Linked DNA regions of Gossypium hirsutum: region 2 is linked to region 1. Evidence: chromatin contacts called from public Hi-C data. All regions are on one chromosome and are shown on one strand. The core of a region is the stretch at or near the end of the contact, and the rest is flanking DNA. Distances in the headings are between cores, read along the strand shown.

Region 1 (5,618 bases), core at 1,781-4,280:
GCCCCATGTTAATTTCTCCATTCTTATATTTTCCATAGCTTGTAACCTTGGATCTTGTCCGCTATGTTGTTTTAACGCTTCTTTTTCCTTGTAAGTGTCATATCTCTGACAGTCATGCCCATCGGCATGGTGATCTTCCAAAGATCCTTGGAGAATCTTGAGAAAAATTGAAGACAATTGCGTCGGTAGCCTATTACGGGTTCCAAGTAACATAGATTGTCCCTGAAAACATTGCTGGCAGCAATTTGAATTGCCATTGATTCAAATTTGATCACTATTCCAATGTCATGCAGTATCAATATCATGAAATTACGTCTCGTATTCTCTTTCAGCTGTGTCTTTCATCTGGCCAGAGCAAGTACAAGGATTAATTCAACTGCTAGTAAATGATAGAGATATGGTTGAAACAAGTTGTATATGGGAACACATCAAGGGCTTGGAATGGAACTTTTCTTCTAGGACTCCACTCCTGCACTTGGAAAGATCTATTTCTGATATTTTTGTTATTTAATTCAGTTTTCATGACAAGCTACGAAAGAGAGGAAAAACAAGACTCAATATCGATATATTTTTTTAATAGATATTAAGGAAAATAAAAAAAGTCAATACACATTCTTTTCATTACAAACATAATACCTCATATGTGAACAACAATAGTTTATGATTGGTCTTTTCATTTATTATTTTTCTAGGTCACTTTTTTTTGTTTAAATTAATTCTTGATATTTTTTTTAAAATTCTAAAATTCAAACATACTTAAAAGATAAAAAAACAAATCAAATATTAACAAAATCATGTTCTATAACATTATTAAACGCCAAAATTATATTTATAGTATTGCCAATCGTCCCATAACTTGTGAAGTATTTGAATCACTATTTTTGTAACCTCTTCTCCCACTAAAACATTATTTAACACACTTAATTGAAATTAAATTATAACAAATAGATGTTTACCCCCTAAATAACTTCCATTTAAAAAATTTAAATTTAAATTCTAGTATTATCAACTCTGCTTCATCTTAATATAAAAATTATATACAAATATGAATACAGTATCAACCTACTCGTCTTCAAACTTTGATCTAATCTTTTTTCCCCTTATTTATCTTCACTATTTCCCTTTTTTTCTTGTATGTGTGATTGGGATTCCAACACCGGCCTCAAAACACAAAGGCTCAGACGTCGACATTACTTCCTATATCTTTTCTGTTTTCTGTAAAATGTATATATACAATAAGTTTCACTGTACTATAAAAAAGAGTTTTGACTATGATTTATACTACTATCCTATAATGAGCCTCCCATTGGAGCTCGATGAGGTACTCCCTTCCTCCTCCTGGCCGTAGGTGGCGGCGTCGATGGCGTGAAGCTTTGCTGTATGCTCTGTATACCCTCAATGCTAACACTTATGTTTAGCGACTCACCTTCAGAGTACTCCATTTCTGTGGATAATTTTCCTTTCTTAATCAACTTCTTCGATGTCCCAACCACCTAAATTAACGCGAATTTAAACTTTGAAAATAAGATAATATTATTTATAGGAAAAATAATCATCTCGGTCCTAAATAGTAAAATGAACATAAAAATTAATTAAAAAACTCAAGACAAAAAGGGGTTGATATAAAATTTTAAACATCAAAATTAAACAAACATTTAGTTTGGAAGAGCTTAAATTAAATAATTAAAATTTGAAGACTACAAAATGGTCATGTACAAATTTATCTATTCTATTTTTATTTATGATTTGACCTATATTTACCAGAAACTTGGACCCTATGCTTCATCAATTTCTAGTAAAACTAACATGGAACAAGTTATTAAATGGAATGGATAACGAATCTACTTCAAATATCATGTTAGAAAGACATTTGAGAGTTTTGATAGCCTCAGATATTTGTAATATCTGATGAAATAGACAAAGCAAGCTCCATTTTCATCACCACTCTCAAATAGAAGAATCAGATAATGTGGACTTTTAGCAATAGCCATAAAAATGTTAAGGCAGGAAGAAGATGAATGGAAATATATACGGTAAAAAAGATTCATAAAAATCCTATTCGTATACATATATTAACAAATGCATTGCAACCACATGATGGGACACAAGTTGTCCTGTTATATGTTCATTGATTTTGTTTTTGAAAAGAAAAAGAATAAAGGGTACCTTGCAACCAAGAGAGCAGAAGGTGAAGGAATCAAGGAGGCTGCGGTGGCAGACATGGCAGGTATTCGTAACACCTTTGCCCAACCTAGGCTGTGGTCTTTCATTCAAGAACACTATCCGGGCACTGTTTATTATGTATGTTTGAATCCCTGTTATGTCTATCAGTTTCTGAATCTCTGAAACCCTTATCACATCATGGTATGATGATCTCCTTATCTGCAACATTCTCCACATTCATTCACTCTTACCTTTACAAATTAATACAAGTTTTAATGATTTATACCTGAATGGTTCTATGGTCCTTGTGATAAGCAAGGCAAAGTGAACAAAGCGCTCCATTCATGCATTCCAAGCAATACATGTTGCATTCACTCTTATGAGCATCTGCGTGCAGCTTGCATTGACCAAAAAAGCTTGTTTGAAGCAGAGGTCTCAGCCATGGCGGCCACTTCATATCCTCATCCTCATCATCTTCATCATCTGGTCCTCCTCCTCCCTAAATTATACATAAGCCAAATTTATTTCATCATCAGCTTCTGTATACAATCAAATACTATTCAATAATAGATAATCGATATCCAACAAGGCTGGCGGCCTAACCATGATTCTTCTGCTTTTTGGTCTGATTTCTCTAACGCTACTTGTTTCTTCTTGGTCGATATTTATCATCTAGAGCTAAACAGAAATTTTCTAGGAAAACTTTTTTTTTTTTTTCAAGAAAAAAGAGAAGTGGGTCAGTTTGAAGTGGTGAGTGGTGGATGGGGTAATGGAAGACGCTTATCTTAAGCTTAAAAGTCTTCCAATCGAATCTCTATCCGAACCTAAACCAATAAACCCAAAAAATAATATTTATTTAAGATGCGTTTGTTTGAAGGAAGTTCACTAGATTCTTCAATTTTATTTACTTGGACAGAAAAGATTGAGAGTTGGCAAGTTGGAAGCCATGACGTGTGGTGGTTTCCAACGTTAGACGTTTGGAAGTGAGAGATTTGGACATGTAAGAGAAAAAGTAATGAATCATCCAAAATACAAGGAGACTGAAAAGGCCATGTGTTGGACGTATTTTTAATACTAGTGCATGGTGATAGAGTCTAATTGTTAGGGGTTTTTATGATGATTACATTTAAAAAACAAATAATTTCAATTTAGAAGCATCTTGAATATTGCCAGTTCTAGGAAATACCTTTGCGGTGAGGACAAATGTATCTCAATCGTGTAAAAGCCGTCATACTTGGTTTGTTGATTTTAATAGAATTAAGTCTCGTAAACCCAGTTTGCCTATTCCGAGACTTTATGGTCGTCTGAAACAATTCCATCATCGCACATAAAATCAGACAACATAAGAAACAATAGATACACAAAGCAAGTATTATTTTTAATTGGGTTAGTGGTTAAATTAGTCAGATTGTTGATTTTTGTTTGGTTTAAATAAATAAATTATTGAAAATAAAAATTATTAAAAAAATTATTGTTAAAGTTTATGTGACTTAAATTTTTATTGAAAAAATAAATACAATGGCAAAATAAAAATATTTGTGGGGGCGAGAGGCCAAAGCCTGCCACAGATACCAATTAAGTATAAAATTGGATTGGGATTGTGACCGAGGGTGTGAGGGTCGAAGGCCCTCGCGGCATGAATCATGCCACACAAGTAGAATACATATAGAACTACACTTCTTCTATTTGACATTAAATAGAATAGCGTTTTTCAACCTTTAAATAGATATAGTTAAAACTCTTCTTGTATAATTTAGTTTTCAACATTAGTGAATTTCTCCTCCTCTGCCTGTGATTTTCCCCCGAAAGGGTTTTTACGTAAAATCTGTGTTTTTATTTTTCTTTTCTTATTGCTTTGCGATTGTTCTATTGTCATTATCGATGTCTATTATAACAATTATAAAAATCAATTTAACTTTTTTTTTTGGCTCAACTGGTTTGTATCGGTTTGTAAGTTAATTAATTTTTATACTTCTTCTTGAATTGATACTTTAATTAATTTTCAATCTAATCAGTTCAACTAAACAATCCAATCTGATTTTGACAATATTGCTTAAAACTTGAGAATCACATTGTGAAAGAAAATTCATTTTACTTTATTGTAGGTTGTACTCATGTTTAATTTCAGCGTAAAACCGTTATTCAGACCATTCTTTGAACCCGTAGAGTAGTTAATGAACTTGTAAGCAACAATGACATTATATGTAATCATCTTACCCAAAACAAAGCACCACCACTCTGATGTGACTGATGCAATAGGTAAGACATTTTTAAGCCTACTAATAGAACTTTAAAGATGATTTTATAATGAACTAAAGACTAATGGACCTAAAGTTGATCCATTTTTTTTTTGGATAGTAGGGAATTCAATTTGAAGGTATTACTCATCTCATGAACAATGCAATCATTCACTACTTTAATGATATCTTACGATGTTTGACCATTCTAAGACTTGAAGAGATTTTTAAAATAGTTAAGCATAATGTTATAGACCCATACCTTTTCTTCTACCCAATTATCAAGTTCATCCTCCAAAATCATGATCCAATTCTAATTATGTCTTTTACTGGCTTGAGCATAGAAAAGAATTAGTGTTTCTATCCCCATCTAGGAACCACAACTCCCTCGATCTCTATTTTTAGTGCATCTCATCCTTGTCAAGAAGGCAATTAAGCTTAATCTAGGATTCTCGTAGCAATTAGATATTAGCCTCAATCAATTCATGACTATCCGTCAAAGATGCCACCTGGCTAGTAAAATCTTTAATACATCCCTTCACATCCTCGGATTTCCTCATTTGTTGAACCTTTAGACCTCATCCAACTTTATGTATCCACTGCCGGTCATTCTTCATAGTACACATATTTGTCTCATTAGTTTCATTGTTCTTCTTTATAAGCTAACATGCCTTAAATTTAAAAGGATTTTTTGGCTCCCCGTTTCTCGAGCCCCTAACCCTTGAAGTTCCAAAAAGAAATTGAACAATGAATAGAAGCTACTTATGGGAGCACCTCGGTTTTCAAATACATAGACATCTTCGCTTAATCCCTATTAGAAACAAACCGATCCAACCTTTCTTTAACAATAGTTTAAGCATCCTTATTATTTAACTATGTAAATGAACCCTCATTAGCACTTAGATAAATAAAACTCCTATCTTATCTAAAGCCTTCTTAAATTCGAAGATACCATCCTAGAATCCTATCCCATGCTTCTCAATATCTAACAAAATCTCATTAAAATCTCCACACATGTACCAAGAAAACATGGTTATACTTTATAAGGAGTGAAGAAGTGCACATAATTCATGTTGGCACTCGTTATCAGTATTTATATATGTTAGAATTGAGTAACCCGAATCCTTATTAAAATAAAATATAGTGGTAAAATAAAATAAAAGTAAAATCCATATAGAACTATACTTCTTTTATTTTATTTTAGAATAAGGTTTTTCA
Region 2 (5,618 bases), core at 2,116-4,615, 57 kb after region 1:
TGACATGAAATTTCTGTAATTATTAATTTTAAATGGTTATAGAAGGATGAAATTGAAATTAGATTGAAAAACGAGGCTTAAATTTAAAATATATAGCTATTTCAATTTTAGGGATTAAATTGAATAAAAAATAAAATTTTAAGAAACTTTTAAAAAATGAAATTGAATTGACTTATACTTATAATAAGATGATGTAAGGTAATTCAAATTGATAAATTGAAATGATTTATTATAGATTAGGATTTGAAAGGAGAAATTATAGATTTGTCCCTTTTTCTAGGTAAGTTGCACATGGAACTTACTGTATTTTCTTATTATATTTGAATTGTGTCTTTGTATTTATTAATTATATATAAGTGTAATTTTAGTGTTATGACATCTAAAAGACTAAACTGTAAAGTACGAATTATACGATAGCTATGAGTTGTTACAAGATATGATATTAATGTAATTCCTGAATAATTTTATTAAACCAATGAATTAATATTTGCTTCCATTTTATTTTGCATACAAAAATCATTGACAAAAGGTGATAATGTAATCCATAAATAATTTTATATTAAATCAATTTGTTTGAAAAAAATACAAATTTTTAAAAAATATAAATATACTTAGAGCACCAAATCTAATAAATTCTCGATAAGTCTTTTACCAGCACTCCTTTGGCCTTGTTCACTTTTTTCTTCGAAACTCAAATTTTTTTTTTTGGTTGCCTCTACTTAATCGTTAGTGGTTGGGGTTTTCATTGAGCTATACGTGTGAGAATTATAGAGGTTTCTACAAAACTCTTCAAACTTTCCTTAGAATTGAGTTTCACTACATGTGATTAATAAATGAGGCAACCCATATATGCAGACGATGGTCTTCTAAACAAAGTTCTCCACCTATATTTCTATGATGGCACTGATAGCTTTAGCCTCTATGAACTTTTTTGGGCCATAGCTAGCCGAAAAGAACCAGGGGTGTCTAGTCCCTAATTCGCGAAAGGCCGAGGACTGGAAATAAGTTGAAGGTAGCATGGGTCACATTTCATAACTGAATCAAGTGCTTCCTTCTATAACGTGGGGCAACAATAGCCTTGGTGAAGGACCTAGGTGAGGACCCTTTTTCTGAATTGCCAACTGTAATTCCTTCGTGGATTTCTCTAAAAACCTAAATGAATTACTATAAAATGAGACATCTTAACAACGGTTGAGAAAAACTTTTCTTATATAAGACAATATCTATTATTAGGAGGCATTTTATATTATGAAATGACATTTCCTAGACCCGAAGCGTATCTCGCTTCTCTCTAACAAACGCTTTTTAATTAAAATAAATGAAATAGTTTTAAGTGTTTTTTTTTTTTTTTGGAAGAAGATAAGGTTAAGAACACTCTATTAAGAGACATTTACTGGCTGTGGAGTGCCCAAGTTCATCATCATGCAGCAAATGCAGAACTTCATCAGGTGGTTCATGGAAAATATTAATGCCCAGCTATTGGAACATAGCAATGTTAGCCATCTCATCCGCCACTCTGTTTCACCTCCCAACAGCGCCGTAACATTTCCTGCACCTTTCCATCTATGGCATTTGCTGTCTCCACCATAGTTTTATTGCATATGAGCTTGATCGCCGCCAAGTTGTCCATTTCCAACGCAATGGATGGAAACCCCATAGACCAAGCAAATTGTAGCCCATTGTAAATACCCCCACAATTATTGTCGTCCTGCCCACGTTAAGGCTGTAGTCAAACACCCAAGCACCATGATGATTTAGTATTTTGCTAGAAAGGTGGGTAAACTTAGAAAATGTAAAGTATGTGAATTTAATGTATTGAAATTATGTGGTGTTTCCTATATCTTTTTATGATTTAGGGAAGATTCTTCAACTCTTATTTCTTAATATAGTAGACAATTTTCTCCAAATTTTAAGTCATTTAAGTAAAAACCTTTTTCAATGATTTAGGCCTTACATTGTCAGCCTAATTTTATAGCCTTCTGGGCTTTAGTCCAAAATCGATTTGGGCCATTTTGTCATTTCTTTTCTAATTTTGATTTGAACTTATTTTGTTAGTTCTTTTTTGTTTTATTTTGTCATTTCTTTTCTAATTACTACCATCAATGTTTTTTTTATTGATTTAAACTATACAATAGAGTTAAATAATAATAATAATACATAAAATTATTAAAAATATTATTTTATTTGTATCAATTAATAACTAAAATCATATTTACTAATGTAATCAATATCATACAGACTTACTTATTCATTTAAATTTTCATAAATTGATAGGGAATAAATTATATTAAGATGATCCTAAAATCTAGGGTTTGTAAGCATCAATAAAATTTTACCACGTCATTAAATTTAAAGACATAAAATTATTATTATACACTCATTCATATTTAACCTACTCTCCAACTCTATTTTTTTAAATAAAAAAATAAAAAAAATAATATAGAACTTTTTAAATTTATACAATTCTTATTACTAAAGATTCAATGCAATATAATAAGAAAAGAATCCACTGTCTAGAAACTAATTTAAAAAAAAAATTAGTTGCACAAAAATAAATAATATTAACTTTTGAAAAAAATAAAATAATTAAAAATTGTAAAAGAAGAAAAGATGTTTGTTTATGATTTAAAAAATTAATTATTTTAAGTAATTTAATTAAAGTTAAATTAAATTAGAAAAGACAATAAATATAGATGAATGTATAATAATACTTTGTTATCTTTAAAATTTAATGACGTGACATTATTTCGTTAATACCTAAAGGCTGTATTTTTTTAAAATATCCTAATATAAGTTATTCCCAAACAAATAAACAAGTCGAAAATGAGTTAACATTGCTTCAATTGCCTTTATTTACCAAAATTTGAAAATTAAGCAACTCAATTATGAGTTTGTAGTTTAATAAAAACTACAAGTTTAAATTTTATAAGAGAATGTCATCAAAGTCTCATACTTCATCAGTAAAAATATTAAAAAAAATTTAAAATAAATATTAAATATAAAATCAGAAAACACAAAAGAAAATTATTAACAAGATGATACATCAAATATTAACTTTAAAGTTATAATCAACTTCACAATGATTTGAGTTTAGCTTTTTAAAGTTTCATTTTTTATAAAAAAAATAAATAAATATACTTATTAAATTAAAAAAGGGGTTTTCAAATTGGAGCTGTAATTAATGATAATGATTGTATGGATGGGACCAACAGATAATAATGGCATGAAGTTTGTTCTTTTTTTCAATAAAAAGTGAAAGGGTTGTTGTAATTTCATTACAACCGAAGATCTTTCCCCATATCCATTCGCAACTTTGGGGACAAGAAGAGCACGCATCTTCCAATTACATCCACAAAAACATTAAGCCTCGCTGCTCTGCAATTTCCCCCTCACACTCTTTTAACTGTTCTTCCCTTTTTTACCCTTCCACCACTACTACAACAAAGCAGCCATTTCAGTCGCTGACCCAACCACACCGACGACTGCTACCATAATCAATGGCTGCCGCGTTACATTTACAAACACACACTTGCTTCCATGGCACGTTCCAACTCTCACCTCCGCCACGACTTTCCGTTTCCTTCCCTTCTTTGTCCCGGTCGTTTCCATCTAACAGACGCTCCCTGTCCGCGCATGTTAAGGCGGCGGTGTCATCTTCGTCCACCACCAGGTTGCAGGAAGGGATAGCGGAGCTTTACGATGAGTCGTCGGGGATTTGGGAAGACATATGGGGTGACCATATGCACCATGGATATTACGACCCGGGTTCCGATGTTTCGGGTTCAGATCATCGTGCCGCTCAGATTCGAATGATCGAAGAATCGCTCCGTTTCGCTTGAATATCGGGTTAGTTTTCCTTAAATATTTTTAAATATGTGTCAGTTTCTGTTGGAAGATAACGAGAGTAGTGCCAAGTCCAATCATACAGGTGCTCCTTATAACTGTTCATTGACTGGACTATACGTCTGTATGTCTGAAATTTAGGAAAATTTAGATAAAAATATTAAGCTTAAAAAATATATTTTTGTTCATAGAATTCAGATATATGTTGGATGGAGATACAAAAGTTCCAAGTCCGTGCAGGAAAAGATTGGTTAGGTTAGTAATATATTTGTAAGCAAAACGTGAATAAGAAAAATAGAGCATTGAAATTGACATCCAAACATGGCCCTAATAGTCATAGATGGTCGAAACTGATCAGTTTTTGTTGTACATCCAGATTTTTGTTGCCTTAATTGGAATGGATGAATAGTTCGTTTGTGTTTAATTATTTTCTCCTTATCCTCGGGACTCAATTGAAATATCTGAAATTGGGTTTGCAGATGACCCAGCAAACAGACCCAAGAGAATAGTTGATGTTGGGTGTGGGATAGGAGGCAGTTCTAGGTATCTAGCAAGGAAATATGGAGCAAAATGCCAAGGCATTACTTTGAGCCCTGTTCAAGCTGGAAGAGCCAATGCTCTTGCTAATGCTCAAGTACTAGCAGACCAGGCATGTATTCATACATTAAAGGCTTTTACCATTAGCCAAATGCAATAACTTATTTATTAGTATAACACGTAGCCGTATTAGCAGGTTTGTTTTGAAGTTGCAGATGCCTTGAACCAACCATTCCCTGATGACCAATTTGATCTTGTTTGGTCTATGGAAAGCGGAGAACACATGCCTGACAAACCCAAGGTTTGTAACTTTTTTTTTTTTTAGTTTCATTTGGCACGATTTCTTTTAAATAATAACAGAAAATAGAATGCATCCATGCTTGAATTATCTGATAATATCATCTTAGATTGGTTATGTTTGGGGTTACAAATTGTGAATAAACTGGCAGTTTGTTGAAGAGCTGGTGCGAGTGGCAGCTCCAGGAGGCACAATAATAGTAGTGACATGGTGCCATAGGGATCTTGGTCCATCTGAAGAGTCTTTGCAGCCATGGGAGCAAAAGCTTTTAAACAGAATATGTGATGCTTACTATTTACCAGAGTGGTGTTCTACTTCTGATTATGTCAAATTATTTCAGTCCCTATCTCTCCAGGTATTTTATTCCTTCATTTTGCTACAAAAATTCATGTAATTCTTTTATTTTTGTCTTACTTGTATCTTTTCTTTTTTGTCATTATCATCATTGATATTTATATACAGTAGATAATTGTTTTTGGTTACTAACTATCCAATCAATAGTAGTTCTGAGAAATATTGTTTTTACATGAGCACTTTTGGGAACAACTTCCTTTGTGCATAATTTTTTGGGAATAATCTTGGAAGGCTGACAGAATTCTTGTGTCATTCCACTTTTGGGATGCCCTGTAAAGCATGGATTGAAGGTTTTGATGTGGAAATTGTCAAAGATATCTTCTTAACCTTTCTTTCAAAATGCAAGTGATTTCTCTTTATTTCTTTAATGAACAACCGCTGCGTTGATATTAAAAAGTAGTTAAAATACTTCAAGTGAATGTAACTTTCATTAACTGCCATTATACCCATAATTTATGTAAGTTATCTTCCATTTTCTCTTGTCCAAGTAACCACTTTTAATTTTACTACCTACCATTTTAGAACATTCATACTCATTTTCTTTTCATAAGTTCCTTGAAAGCACTTTCTTTTCATAATTTCATTT

The links. Hi-C and Micro-C count contacts between places; a contact is called where the count stands out from the background.
Region 2: a Hi-C map of leaf shows a contact between it and region 1, with 1.7 times the contacts expected there. The contact joins the enhancer-like site here to the promoter of LOC107918853 in region 1. A contact is called at or near these places in 5 of 34 Hi-C or Micro-C datasets (callus and leaf).

What each region holds. Positions count from the first base shown.
Region 1 is chrA13:100,355,621-100,361,238 of Gossypium_hirsutum_v2.1, forward strand. LOC107918853 (protein RGF1 INDUCIBLE TRANSCRIPTION FACTOR 1) reads right to left here and starts at 3,031. Exons shown (of 4, transcript XM_016848433.2): 1 at 2,767-3,031; 2 at 2,450-2,662; 3 at 2,167-2,382; 4 at 1,001-1,493. The coding sequence starts at 2,835. The coding sequence ends at 1,290. It also overlaps the pseudogene LOC107919209.
Region 2 is chrA13:100,412,511-100,418,128 of Gossypium_hirsutum_v2.1, forward strand. It overlaps the pseudogene LOC121212519. Among protein-coding and RNA genes, the nearest start is that of LOC121212520, 13 kb to the right of the region's middle. Within about 2 kb of position 3,366, at least 8 of the 9 cell types and tissues checked have an H3K27ac peak or open chromatin away from gene starts, as enhancers often do. A contact at or near this core is called in leaf, where this site is marked.